Regions from separate parts of the Gossypium hirsutum genome. Here regions 1 and 3 are each linked to region 2. A link is a contact called in public Hi-C data. All regions are on one chromosome and are shown on one strand. The core of a region is the stretch at or near the end of the contact, and the rest is flanking DNA. Distances in the headings are between cores, read along the strand shown.

Evidence for each region. Hi-C and Micro-C count contacts between places; a contact is called where the count stands out from the background.
Region 1: a contact with region 2 is called in a Hi-C map of hypocotyl, with 8 times the contacts expected there. The contact joins the promoter of LOC107948426 here to the promoter of LOC107898485 in region 2. A contact is called at or near these places in 4 of 34 Hi-C or Micro-C datasets (callus, hypocotyl and leaf).
Region 3: a contact with region 2 is called in a Hi-C map of leaf, with 2.8 times the contacts expected there. The contact joins the promoter of LOC107948479 here to the promoter of LOC107898485 in region 2. A contact is called at or near these places in 3 of 34 Hi-C or Micro-C datasets (all in leaf).

The regions. Positions count from the first base shown.
Region 1 is chrA04:28,798,312-28,802,607 of Gossypium_hirsutum_v2.1, reverse strand. It overlaps LOC107948426 (DNA polymerase delta small subunit), which reads right to left and starts at 1,865. Exons shown (of 14, transcript XM_016882968.2): 1 at 1,619-1,865; 2 at 1,397-1,526; 3 at 428-534; 4 at 173-299. The coding sequence starts at 1,675.
Region 2 is chrA04:28,359,204-28,363,124 of Gossypium_hirsutum_v2.1, reverse strand. It overlaps LOC107898485 (enoyl-[acyl-carrier-protein] reductase [NADH], chloroplastic), which reads left to right and starts at 2,513. Exons shown (of 13, transcript XM_016823946.2): 1 at 2,513-2,728; 2 at 3,131-3,453; 3 at 3,662-3,771; 4 at 3,885-3,921. The coding sequence starts at 3,177.
Region 3 is chrA04:27,908,607-27,912,926 of Gossypium_hirsutum_v2.1, reverse strand. LOC107948479 reads right to left here and starts at 2,563. Exons shown (of 2, transcript XM_016883039.2): 1 at 2,102-2,563; 2 at 544-1,275. The coding sequence starts at 1,227. The coding sequence ends at 814.

The DNA.
Region 1 (4,296 bases), core at 616-3,115, 440 kb before region 2:
CTAAAGGCATGAATGCAATTAATAGTTTGATAATTGCTCAACATGGTAATCTATAAACAAGGCTTTGAAGCAATTAAGTGCAACAAATGCAATCATTTCCAATGGATTGACAAACAAGTCAATTGTGAACAGAAACTCCAAATATGGATAGTGAATTGATAGCAATACAGACCTGTTACATAAACTGAGGGTGAAAGCTTAGTACCGCCAAGCTTCACTCGTCCGCTTTCATCTTCCAAAACCAAGTAGTCATCTTGATGCATAAAATTATGAGGTTTTATAAGAGGGGCAACAGATCTCTGTAAATTATAAAAAGATTATACACAGAACGTTCAAAGTCAAACAACACTGAATTTCCAACATAGAGTTCAATATACAAAATGAAATAAACTAATCAATAATATACATCCATTAACAACCATATTACCTCCTTAGAGTATTCATCAAGAATGCAAGGTTTGAGTTTCATATGCTTATAAAGAGTACCAACAATGATGCATTCTTTGCCTTCTTCGAGCTCTAAAACTGTACAAACTACAAAAAGAGAGAAGGAAAATTTTTAAATTATTCCATGGAAACTAAAAACTCGATCAAACTACAAATTTATTTGAATCCCCATTATCTTTAGCCACAACCAATGAGAGGACTGGAAAGTTCTGGTACTTCAAATTTCTAATGTGAAAAAGTACACTACAGAGGCAACAAAATTTCAGATGCACAAATAATACCAACAACAAACTCATCAGAAATATGAGCAACAGTATCTAGTGCATTTTTTTTTTCAAAATAGAACCTGTCACCTTGAAGAAAGCTTTTGAATGAGAAATACTTATCAGAGTCTATGTTACTTGGACTCAAGTGTATCCTACGTGCATTGCAAGATTTTCTAAGTTTTTCCATCTTTTTGGAGAATCCTTGGAGATCAAATTCTCATGTGTGTCAGAAACGAGTGTCGGACAAGGGTACTCCAAGAAGAACGAAAATTCCGAGCAACATAGGTCAGACTAGTCCCCAACGAGTATGAGTACCAATAGTAATTCTTAGCCACAATGCAAGTATTTCAAACATAACCTTCCATGCTAATCAGTCAAAACCTCTAGAATGGAATCCAAATAATCACAGGGTAAGGACACACCAATCAAAAGCTAATACCAAAGACTTTTTTTATATTCACTGCGAACCCTAAGAGCCCCAGACACTGCAAATTACAAAAATTCCTTAAGTCCAAATGCAGGTAACAAAGCAGCCAAAAATGACTAGCCAAAGCTGCTGCTTGCTTCAAAACCCAAAACCCATAATAAGAAGAGGGAAAAAGAGTACCATAGTTAATAAATTAAAAGAATAAACAATTTTGGAAATCTCCCGAAATATTCCTTTTTTTTTTAAGAGAGGTTACCGGGGAGATGGGATTTCCAGTTGGGCACAAGGGAGTAAAGCAAAGTTCTCATCATGTGAAGACGAGCAAAGTAAATTTGACTGTACTGCTGGCCTCTGTAAACTTCCTTCTGAATCTCGAAATTCTCATCCTAAGACACAAAGAAAAAGGGGATTATAGTTTCACAAAATCAGAAGAGATTTTAGGATATTGTGAAAGGGAAGAAAATGAGGTTGGAGTTACTAAAGAGAGGTAAGTGGATTGTTTTCTCTGCAGTTGTTCTTGCGAGTCGACTTCCATGGCGGGAAACTTGGATTGGAGACTGAAATTTCTCTACGGCAATTCTTCTGAGTGGAGAGATTTTATACATCCAATTCACTTTACGATGTATTTATTTTAAGCCTCAATCAAGCCATTCGGGGATGTAGCTCAAACAGTAGAGCGCTCGCTTTGCATGCGAGAAGTACGGGGTTCGATACCCCGCGTCTCCAGTCTTGCTTAATTATATGAGCATTTATCATGTTTTTTTTTTCCTGTTTTCTATTTTGCAAATCTCTTTCTACTATTTTATTATTGAAAAGATTAATACAACATTTAGTAATTAAACTTGATATCAATTACTTTTTTTTCCTTATTTTAAATTTTTAATATCTCAAATGAGTTAGTTGATGAGTTATATAGCATTAAAAATATTATTTTTTAAAAAATATGTTGGAATTCCTAAGATTAAGGACAAAAAACTTACCTTATTACTAGGAGTTCCCTTGTAAATAGAAACTAATTTCAGTCACTGATTCTTAGGAAGTTACTGTTTTTTAGGGATTGTTTTCCTTGTTTGTGTGAATTCCTCTCTTTTTTGGTGTAAACTAATTAGCAGAATGAAAATAATCTTTTTCTAAGTTTCTTCATGGTATCAAGAGCTTTAGGATTCATTCGATCCTGCTCATTCGTCTCTAATATCCCTTCCTAAAAATTCATCCGGTTTAGTCCTCCTCTCATGGGTGACTTCAATGAAACTCTATCTAAAACTGAGACTTCACAAATAACTCAGAATGTCAATCAGGGAATCACTCAAGGTGAACTTAATTCCTCCCTTATAATCACCAATCATCGACTAGATAGGAAGAAATTCTTGAATGGTCTCAATCGGTCCTTATGGTGATTCGTGGTCGTGGCAAATTAGGATACATCAATGGAGAAATTCCACGACCAACCATAGCTAACTCGACTTATGCCACTTGGGAACTCAACAACTCGATTGTAATGGCTTGGCTAATTAATTCGATGGAAGGCCATATAAGCCGCACCTATCTCTTTTTCAAAACTGCAAAAGACATGTGGGATGCAGTTAAAGAAAACTACTCGGATCTTGGAAACGCCTCCCAAGTATTTCAGATCAAGCTTAAGTTAAAGGATATCCGACAAGGGACACTCAAAGTAACTCACTACTACAACAATCTAAAAATTTTGTGGCAGGAATTGGATATATACTATGAGGCAGATTGGGGTGAAGGCTTGGAACACACCAAGTTTATGACTCACCTCAACAATGAACGTCTTTATGAGTTTCTAGCAGGATTGAACCGTGAGTTAGATGAGGTTCGTGGCCAAATTCTGGGCAGATCACCTCTACCAACCATCGGTGAAGCATTTGCAGAAGTTAGAAGAGAAGAAAAGAGTCGTCTTGTCATGATGGGATACTCAAAGGAACTTAAACATGTGACAACTATTGGCAATCGGTCTACTGAGACCTCTGCCCTCATCTCCAGAGGTCCACAGCCACAAAAACCACGTGCTGGAAATGATTCTGGATCAACCAGACCATGGTGTAACCACTGCAACCGTGTTGGTCATACAAAGGAAAAGTGCTTCAAATTCCATGGCTATCCTGAAAAAAAACAGAATGATAATAAAACTGCCCTATTATCCTCCACTGCTGCAGATGATGTTCTCGATGTTCGCCTAACCAATACCCAACTTGAGACTCTCCATAAGATACTTGGTACTTCCACTGCTCATGGATCTCTAGCCACCCAAGGTACTGCCCTCAATATTGCCTTTGAATCAAATAATCAATCCTCTTGGATATGCGATTCGGGTGCCTACGATCACATGACAGGTAACTCCACTTTGTTTCACACCTACACCCCTTGTCATGACAAGTCCCGAATCTGCATAGCTGATGGTTCTTACTCACATGTGGCTGAAGTAGGAGAAGTACAAATAACAGAGAATTTTTCTCTCGATAAAGTCCTACATGTCCCAAACTTGTCCTGCAATTTACTTTCAATCAGTAAACTTACTAAGGATGAAAAACTTCTTGCTGAATTTTCTGCAATTGGTTGTGTGATACAAGAACAGAAATCGGGGAGGATGATTGGCACTGCTAAAGTTGATGATGGACTATATGTTTGGAATAAAGACAGCACACAAGGAGGATTGGCTCTATCCACTTCAAAAGAGGACACGATTATGTTATGGCACCGTAGGTTAGGGCATCCAAACTTTTTGTATTTGAAGAAACATCTTCCACTCTTATTTCGAAATAAAAGTATTAATTCCTTGAAGTGTGAAATTTTCCAATTATCCAAACATACCCGTGTACCATACCCATTAAAACCATATATCCAGTCCCAACCATTTTCATTAATCCACAGTGACCTATGGGGAGCCAGCTGAGTGAAAAATATTACAAGGGTTAGGTGGTTTATAATATTCATTGATGATCACACAAGGGTATGTTGGGTCTATCTCCTCAAAGAAAAATTTGAAACACCCAAAGTATTCCAAAATTTTCACTCAATGGTTCGAACCCAGTTCAACTCTACCATACATACTCTCCACACTGACAATGGGAGAGAATACTTTAACTCTGTCCTAAGCCATACCTTTCTAACCAAGGCATCATATACCAAAGCTCT
Region 2 (3,921 bases), core at 1,264-3,763:
AAAGAAATATAGATTGAACCAAAAGTGCAAACAAGAACAAATGCCGATATGGTATCGACCCGTAGTTTATAGGCCCTTTGAGTTCGGTTTAGGTTTGGTAAAGGAAACCTCGACCCACTATCTAACAAGATAGGAACCTCGGTATGTTCGAACGCCACACTACGGGTAGTGATAAGTTCGGGTTCGACAAAGAAAACGGTTGACCAACTAGATCGCTAGGAAAGCCAATCGAATCTTTGAACGAAATGAAGAAAAAGTTGCCTCACAATTTTGGCAGCATAACATTAGCAAAGAGTCCAAAAATTCTTTTACAATGACAATGAACAACTATTTATACTAGTAGCCTATGCTAGCCGAATAGTCAAGTTCATAGGCTTAACAACTAAGCAATGTAATTAATAATGACTATGAAAATTCTAGAAATGATCTTTCAATGTACATGTCCATGTTCGGCCGAATGGGAGGTGGATGGAAGACTTCATGGCTAAGCATTGATGCACTTGGATCAATGGTCTTCATGCATGCTTGGGTAGGTTCGGCCAACACTTTAATTGAGGCATTAAGTTCATGTGGTTTCATCCAAAGGTGATGTCTTAAATGGGCTTCATGAAGAGACAAAATAGGTGTGAACATAGGAGCATGAATAGCCTTTGAGGTGTGAACACAAGTAGTCGAATGGTTGCATGTGTGAACTCCTAGTGTGAATGCTTTGATGTTAACATGGGGAAGAGATTCAGCCACTTTGGAGAATTGAAGGATAAAGTGACTCTTGGCCGAATGGTTGCTTTGGAAAGTCCAAAAATCATCATTCCAACTTAATTCATCCATGCATCTTACCGTCCAAGGAGTGATGTACCTGCAACATTAAAATCAAGCATTAATCACCAATGTAAACACATTAAGGTGGCAGCAAATATTAACATATTAAACACACTCATAAATTCGACTAACATAATAAATAATTGTAGTAATTTGGACACATTAAATCCTAGTTAAACCAAGACATATTAATAACATGTAATAACCTAATTAAATTCGGCACACTTATTTAAAATGTCCAGAATTAAACAAATTAATTATTTAAATAAATATGTTCAAATTTATTTAATGCATCAATCTTATTTAATAGCTAGGGACGAATAGACTTATTGAGCTCGATATAGGTGCATGAGCTAGTGATGAGCTGGGGGTAAGCTCGTGAGCTAAATCCGAGCTAGGTTTGGACTCGTAAGCTGGACCCGAGCTGGGGAGCTGGACATGAGCTGAATCTGAACTAGTAGCAAGTTGCGAGGTGAACTGGAAGAGTTAATTTAAGCTTCCTCGCTGCGGCTGGGCTGAGTTTCATCCCAAATTCGAGCTACAAGAGCTAAAATAGAATCTTTGAAAGCCTTAGCTCGAGCTCGGGTGATAGGGCCTTGTGGTAGCGTCAGATGATCTTTACTCGAACTAGCTGAATCGTTGGGCGCGCTCGCATCACATGCCATGTGGCAATCCAACCAATTAGAATGTGCAGTGTGCAGAGGCGAATCCAGGGGGGTTGACAAGGGCCCCGGCCCCCTGAAATGGAAAATTATTGTTTTGGCCTTCTAAAAAATTTTAAAAATTTTAAATTAGTAAAGGTAAAATTACACTTTAGCCCCCTAAAATTATGAAAATTTATTTAATCCTTTAAAAATTATAAATATATAAACTATTAAAAATTAAAATTTCATTTCGGTCCCCCTAATTTTTTTTTGCTTCACCTCTGGGTGTGTGACAGTAAATTTATTAAAATTAAATAATTTAAATTTATATGAAAAAGTAGAAAAAAAGAATATTTAAAAACTAAATATTTTAATACATTAACTTTAATCAATCATTGGCCATCATTGATCGATATTTGATCGAATATTGACCTACGTCTAAATTATAAATTAAAATTTTTAATTTCTAGACATTAAGTTTTTCTTTAAGTTAAACTTTTTCTTTTTTACTTTTATTCATTTTGAATTTTTAGAATTTGAAATAAAATTTATTCCTGAATATATATTTTTGAAAAATGGAATTTTTTTAATTTTCTAAAATTTAAATACTTTTTCAATTTTATAAAATTTACAATTTTTATATATTATTATGATTTTTTAAAATTTATATTTATATATTTTAGAATTTTAAAATTTTAGTATTTTAGAATTTTTTAAATATTTTTTATTTTTTATATGTTATATGATTTTTTTTATTTTTTAATCAATAGAATATAAATTGTATTAAAAATACAAAAAAATGATGTCACATATTCTAATAGTCTCACGTATATATCTTATTTTCTTTTATGCCTTAAATTAATTTGGATAATAAAAAATAATTTAAATAGAAAGGTGAGACAAAAAAATTTTTAAGTACTAAAATTGAAAAAACAAGTATAATTCGGGCCATAAGGCTATTTTTGACAGCAAGTCAAATCAACGAGTCAAGAGTCCAATCCATTCACAGCCAACAAAAAGAGAAAGAAGGGCATAATAGTAATTTGAGTAAGGATCCAAAACCAAACTGAGGTCGACATTTCCAAAGCTCCCGTCGTTGCTTCCCAACTGTTGGAAACCAAAACTCCATCAACCACTTCGGTTTCATCGAAACCCCCAAAACATAACCCCACTTCCCTCCTCTTTTCTTTATATTCTCATCACCTCACTGCTCTTTCCGTACAATCCCCACATTCATAACCCAATCTTCCTCCTCCTTTGCTTCGGTGAGTTTTCAGATCTTTCCATGTTATTTCTTGCTCAATGTTATTCAAACTTTACTAATGCCTTCATTCCATTTACATGTTTATTTGAGCATTAAGGGAAATCTTCTGCTTCTAATTTGGTCCCTTAGAAATCTGATGAAAATAACCAACCATTTATTACATGTCAGAGCATTACACCACACAATGGCCAAGCCAACCAGAGATTTGGGTGTTGGAGACAATTTATTTACCAAGAAAAAGTTTTTGTCATCTTATTACATTCCCACAGAGGGGATGTTGGTGTCTCTTATTTTATAAAGTTATCACTCTTGCTAATGATATTACTTAAAAATGTTGCCTTTCTGTTAACCATAATGCCTTGTGTTTTACTTGATTATTTAACTGTTCCACTTGATCTTGTAGAACTGTATTGACTTTGGGTGATTCAAGTAAGATAAAAGAAGAAAATATGGGAACCGCAGCAACTCCTGGCCCTTACATGACCAACATTAAACCTTGTATTTCTTCTTCTCGTAAAATTGTTGTCTCGACCATGGTGAACATCATCGCTCAGCATAAAGAGGCATCATGGTCAGGGCTTGCAAGTGCCTCTCACATCTCGTCAAGGCAGCCGTTCCTCCATAGGATCACTTCAAAGCCTGTCAAGTTTGAAAAGTTTGTTACAAGAGCCATGTCTGAACAAAGTGACAACAAGCCTTTTTCTGGACTTCCTATTGATTTGAGAGGTAACCTGTCCTTATTTCCCCCTCTCTTATAACTTCTATGCGTTAATTCAATAATGTTGAATACAGATTAGAATACATGATGATGTTGTATCAGCTAACCATGTTTTTTGAATCTTGACATGACTGAAAAGCTCTTAAGACATGAAATTTGTCTGTGCAGTATGGACGTAAACCACTTGAACATCTAATATGATGTGTCGGTTTGCAGGTAAAAGAGCATTTATAGCTGGTGTTGCTGATGACAATGGATATGGTTGGGCAATAGCAAAATCTCTTGCTGCTGCTGGAGCTGAAATTCTTGTTGGAACATGGGTGCCTGTATGTATCTTTATATAACATATGTGTCATTTAGAAGCAAAGAGTCTCATTTTAAGGTCAAAGTTGTACTTTTTTACAGTTTTTCTTATAACTGCAAACATTTCTTTTTGCAGGCACTCAACATATTCGAAAGCAGTCTAAGACGTGGGA
Region 3 (4,320 bases), core at 1,314-3,813, 450 kb after region 2:
AAGAGATTTTCCATAAAATCTCAATACCATGACCTGCAATTAGCCAAAGTGAACCAAACCAAAGAATCATGAAAAGGCAAAATGACGCAATCAGAGATGCTGAAGAAATAGATCAATTTTCTATATGCATGCATGCCATTGCTACATTATATGGATGACTTCTTTCAAAGATGATTATGGTATGATTACTCAAGCGCAGAAAGAAATCTTAAACTGTAGGTGAAACTAACTGCTTACTTGACGAGGAAAGAAGATACCATTTCGACATAACCTACACGAATCCCGCAGTCCCTTCATTCATCAATGCCTTCAGTTCATCAGCATATACGCACACATTTACTCCATCTCCCTCAACCTTGAACTGCATCAAGATTCCTGCATAAAAGCACTCTTTCTCTACTCTCTGGAATTAGAAACATCCGCAATATTTTCAAACCCAGGCATGTTTATACATATAAGATGGTCAAGAAATTCGAAAGATAGATATGGAAAGATGTTCAGTTAGTCTTATACAAAGCCAATAAAAATACTAATAAAAAACTCTTGAAATGAATAACATCTATCATGGTCATAAGCCACTAACACCATGGATTGTTTGCAATTTGCAACCATGAACTGCAAACTTATCTCCAAAAAAAAAAAAAAAAAAAAAAAACTCCCAATTGAAATGGAATTCAGAAACTACAAAAACAAATAGCATGTGACAAAAAGAAACATCTGAATCCATACATGAGCTGATAAGCATTACTTTTGGAATGGCTTATCAGGTCCAAAAAAGAAGGTAAAATTTCACTGTGATGGTTAACCAGAATGTCACTTGCATTCAACGACGGCTTCAGCAGCCCGTCGAGGCTTGCTTTTGCGCCTGCTACCATTTTGTCGATAGCCAACAGATTTTGATGAATCATCAGTGCTCGATTTTGCTGTAATACAATTTTCTTTCTTGACTGAATCTAAGTTTTCTTTTGCCTGCATTGACCTTTTCCTCTTCCTTCCGTTCTCAGTAGCAGCCTGACTTTTCATCTCTTTGATGGGAACAGAACCTTTCACTTCTTCCCCGTCTTCTTCTTTCTTCTCTGCATCATCTTCATCAACATCATCCTTCAATTGCTTTTGCGGCCTTCCTCTTCTCTTAGATTCTGGAATCTTTTCATCTTCACCACTTCCAGGATCCTCACGAGAAGAAACAATAGTCGGCTTCTTTGCTTTTCCTCTGCCTTTTCTCATTTTACAAGAACCAGTTAGAAAACAATCTCAAACAACTGAAGTAGGTTCCTACAAACACAAAGAAATATATTCAAAAGAATCCACTTCCAATAACAAATGATCAATGAAAACAAGAAAAACAGAGATTATTAAGTGAGAGAGAAATAGGAAATAGCACACTCCATTTCAGAAGGTCACAATATGATTTAGTGCACCATCCTTTAATTTAATGTTCCCTTTTCTAAGAAACAATGGTAAAACACACCTGAACCTCCACAGAAATTCCAATATGGTTCATACAACTACAGCTTTTACCATTTTTTAATGAATAAGAAATGGATTTTATTGTTTTAATTCCACCTCTTTTCCAAAGTTTTCTGGGACTAAATTGAAAGGATAAAAAACTCAACCAAACTGCTCTCAAAAAGAGATTAATCATTGGATTGGAAAAGAACAAAAGATTCAACACAAATAAACCTAATTTCAAACCTAAAAACTGCACAAGAACAGCCCCCAAATCTCAACATCTGTAAACTACAAATCCGAGCAATCTTCAAATAAGTGTAATCACGCTAACAATAGAGGAAACCCAAATCAATACAAAAGCCATAGATTCTAAATCTTTTGTTTTATTTACCTCCCTACATAAGAAGAACATCATCTCTCGTTTATTAACTTCAGGTAAAGTAGGTAAACTATAAGATATTAAATCTGTGTTTCAGTTTAAATATATATTCTTCATCCCTAATAATTACGTCACCAAACACAGCATTAACTTCTTATAAACCAATACACCATAAACAAACATTTTACATAATAGCTTTTTAACTACTTTTTCAAGAGAGAACTCCATTGTTTATTTTTTTTAAAATGAAACAAGAAAGATGAAACTAACCTTAAAACAGACACCAATATTCTGCATCTTTGACACAAAATCCCATTTTTCAGAATCTCATAATAAAAGTCAAGGAAGTTGCTAAAACCCCAAGAGGAAAGAAGAAAATGGACCACTTGTTCCTCTCAATGGTTTTACGAGAATGAAGCCAACAAAGAACAAGATAAGCTCCCCGCCCCCCCCCCCCCCCGAAAACAACGATCTAAACGAAAAATAAAAGAAAACGCAGATCAGAGAATATAGTTTAAGTTAAAGGAAACATCATCAAAAAGCACAGTGAGTATTTTAACAGAGCTAAGGCAAGGTTGAGAAAGAGAAGATTATTAGAACAAGAAATGGTAGGAAGAAGAAATGGTCAGTGGTAAAAGAAGAGATAAGTGTTGAAAGCAAGGGTTCAACTTCAACTTCAACTTCAAGTTATAGCATTGATATTGAACATTTGGTGTACAAACAAAAAAAAAATAGATAAAGGTATTTATTTTGTAGAGTAAAAACTGAAGTAGAAAGAAGTAACACACACTTTGCTCACTGTCAAACAACAAATGTGGGATGATCATCAATTCATCTAAAAGTTTGACTGCTGGTTTTGGGTGACTTTGACTGAATGTGTACGGTGATTATTGCATGACATACAAATATATCTATATAAGCGTTTGTACACAGGATTTTTCCATAGATTGTTACAGATTCTGTAAACTGAGACTTGGTTTAAATCATACGCGCCAGTAGGAGCGTGAGTGAATTCCAAAGGAAAACGCAAAGGCGCGTTATCTTAGTTTAGAGGTAGTGTCACTGTTTTTAGATCAGAAATTTGATTAGCCTCGCTCTTCCCTTTATTTATTTAGGATTTTGATACTTAAAATATACAAACCCTAATTACACTCCTTATAATTCCACAACTATATCATAATAAATTTTAAAATATACTAATTTATAAAAAATTAATATAAATTTTTCTAAAATTTAATATATTAATTATTTGTCATTTGATCCGCTTCAATAGATTCATTTAAAAACTAAAATAAAATCATCATATGTAATATATTGTCTAAAAATATATCATAAAATATAATTATTAATAAATTAACAAGAAAAATAAACATACTATATAATTTATATAATTAATCTAGCATTTCATGTTTATTGAGCTATTCTCTCTCTAGCAGTAAAAATATACTTTTGTTGTGTTCAACTACACATCACTCAACAATTTAGGTTATGTATTAATGCAAGAGAGAAAAGTGATTGCTTATGCTTCTCGACAATTTAAGTCACATGAACAGAATTATCCTACTCATGATCTAGAACTTGCAACAGTAGTTTTCGCTCTGAATATTTGGAGACATGACTGCCTCCGGACATACTAACGTCCAGAGTGTGAATACTGTAATAGAATAAAAAATTACAAGGTGGTATTCGTAAGTATACAAGTCGAGTTGTAATATAAATTTTATAACGAAATAGGTAAGTACTCCGAGGATCGTACTCAAGGAAGGCTAGTACTAAATCAATCTTAACCTAAACAATTAAAGATCTAATTAATACTTGAAGTCAGTTATAGTACAAAAGTAAAATAAGAGATAATTTCAGGGTTTCTTAAACTAAGGAAATAAAATAACAAAAAAGAGTAAAATTACAAGAGATAGAGAAAAATAAAGTGAATCAAATTTGAAGATAGGTGATTTGCTTCCTTAAGCAATCTCAATCAACTGTTATCTTGAGTTCTTCGTCAATCAACTAGTCGCTACCCTAGTAGGATATTTCGATCTTCCACTAACATAGCGAGTCAACAAGAATTACTTATCTTCCGACCTCACAGTCCAGACTGGTTTAGGGTCAAGGTGTTCACGGATAGGCAATACCAATTTTGGGTTAATTCCCACCTTGATGACTTCTTAGGGTTGTCAGGCCTAGGGTTTTTTTCACATTCTTCCTTTCCCAAACAATTAATCCGTTGAATAACCCTACAAAACATTTAAGAGATCATGCTTGCACTTGCTAATCCCCCATAGAAGGATTAGTTTCTCATGGCTTTCATAAACAACATGGAATGAATGGAAGAATTAATAATAGAGAATGGATTGAAATAAAGAGTTTAAGAAAAACCTGATTTATATTGATAATAAGCATGAATCCACAGAAGTTGATCTCCTTCACAATCAGATCTCTTAAAGAAAGCAAATAACTAAAACTAGGAAAACCTAATAAGGAAAGAAAAA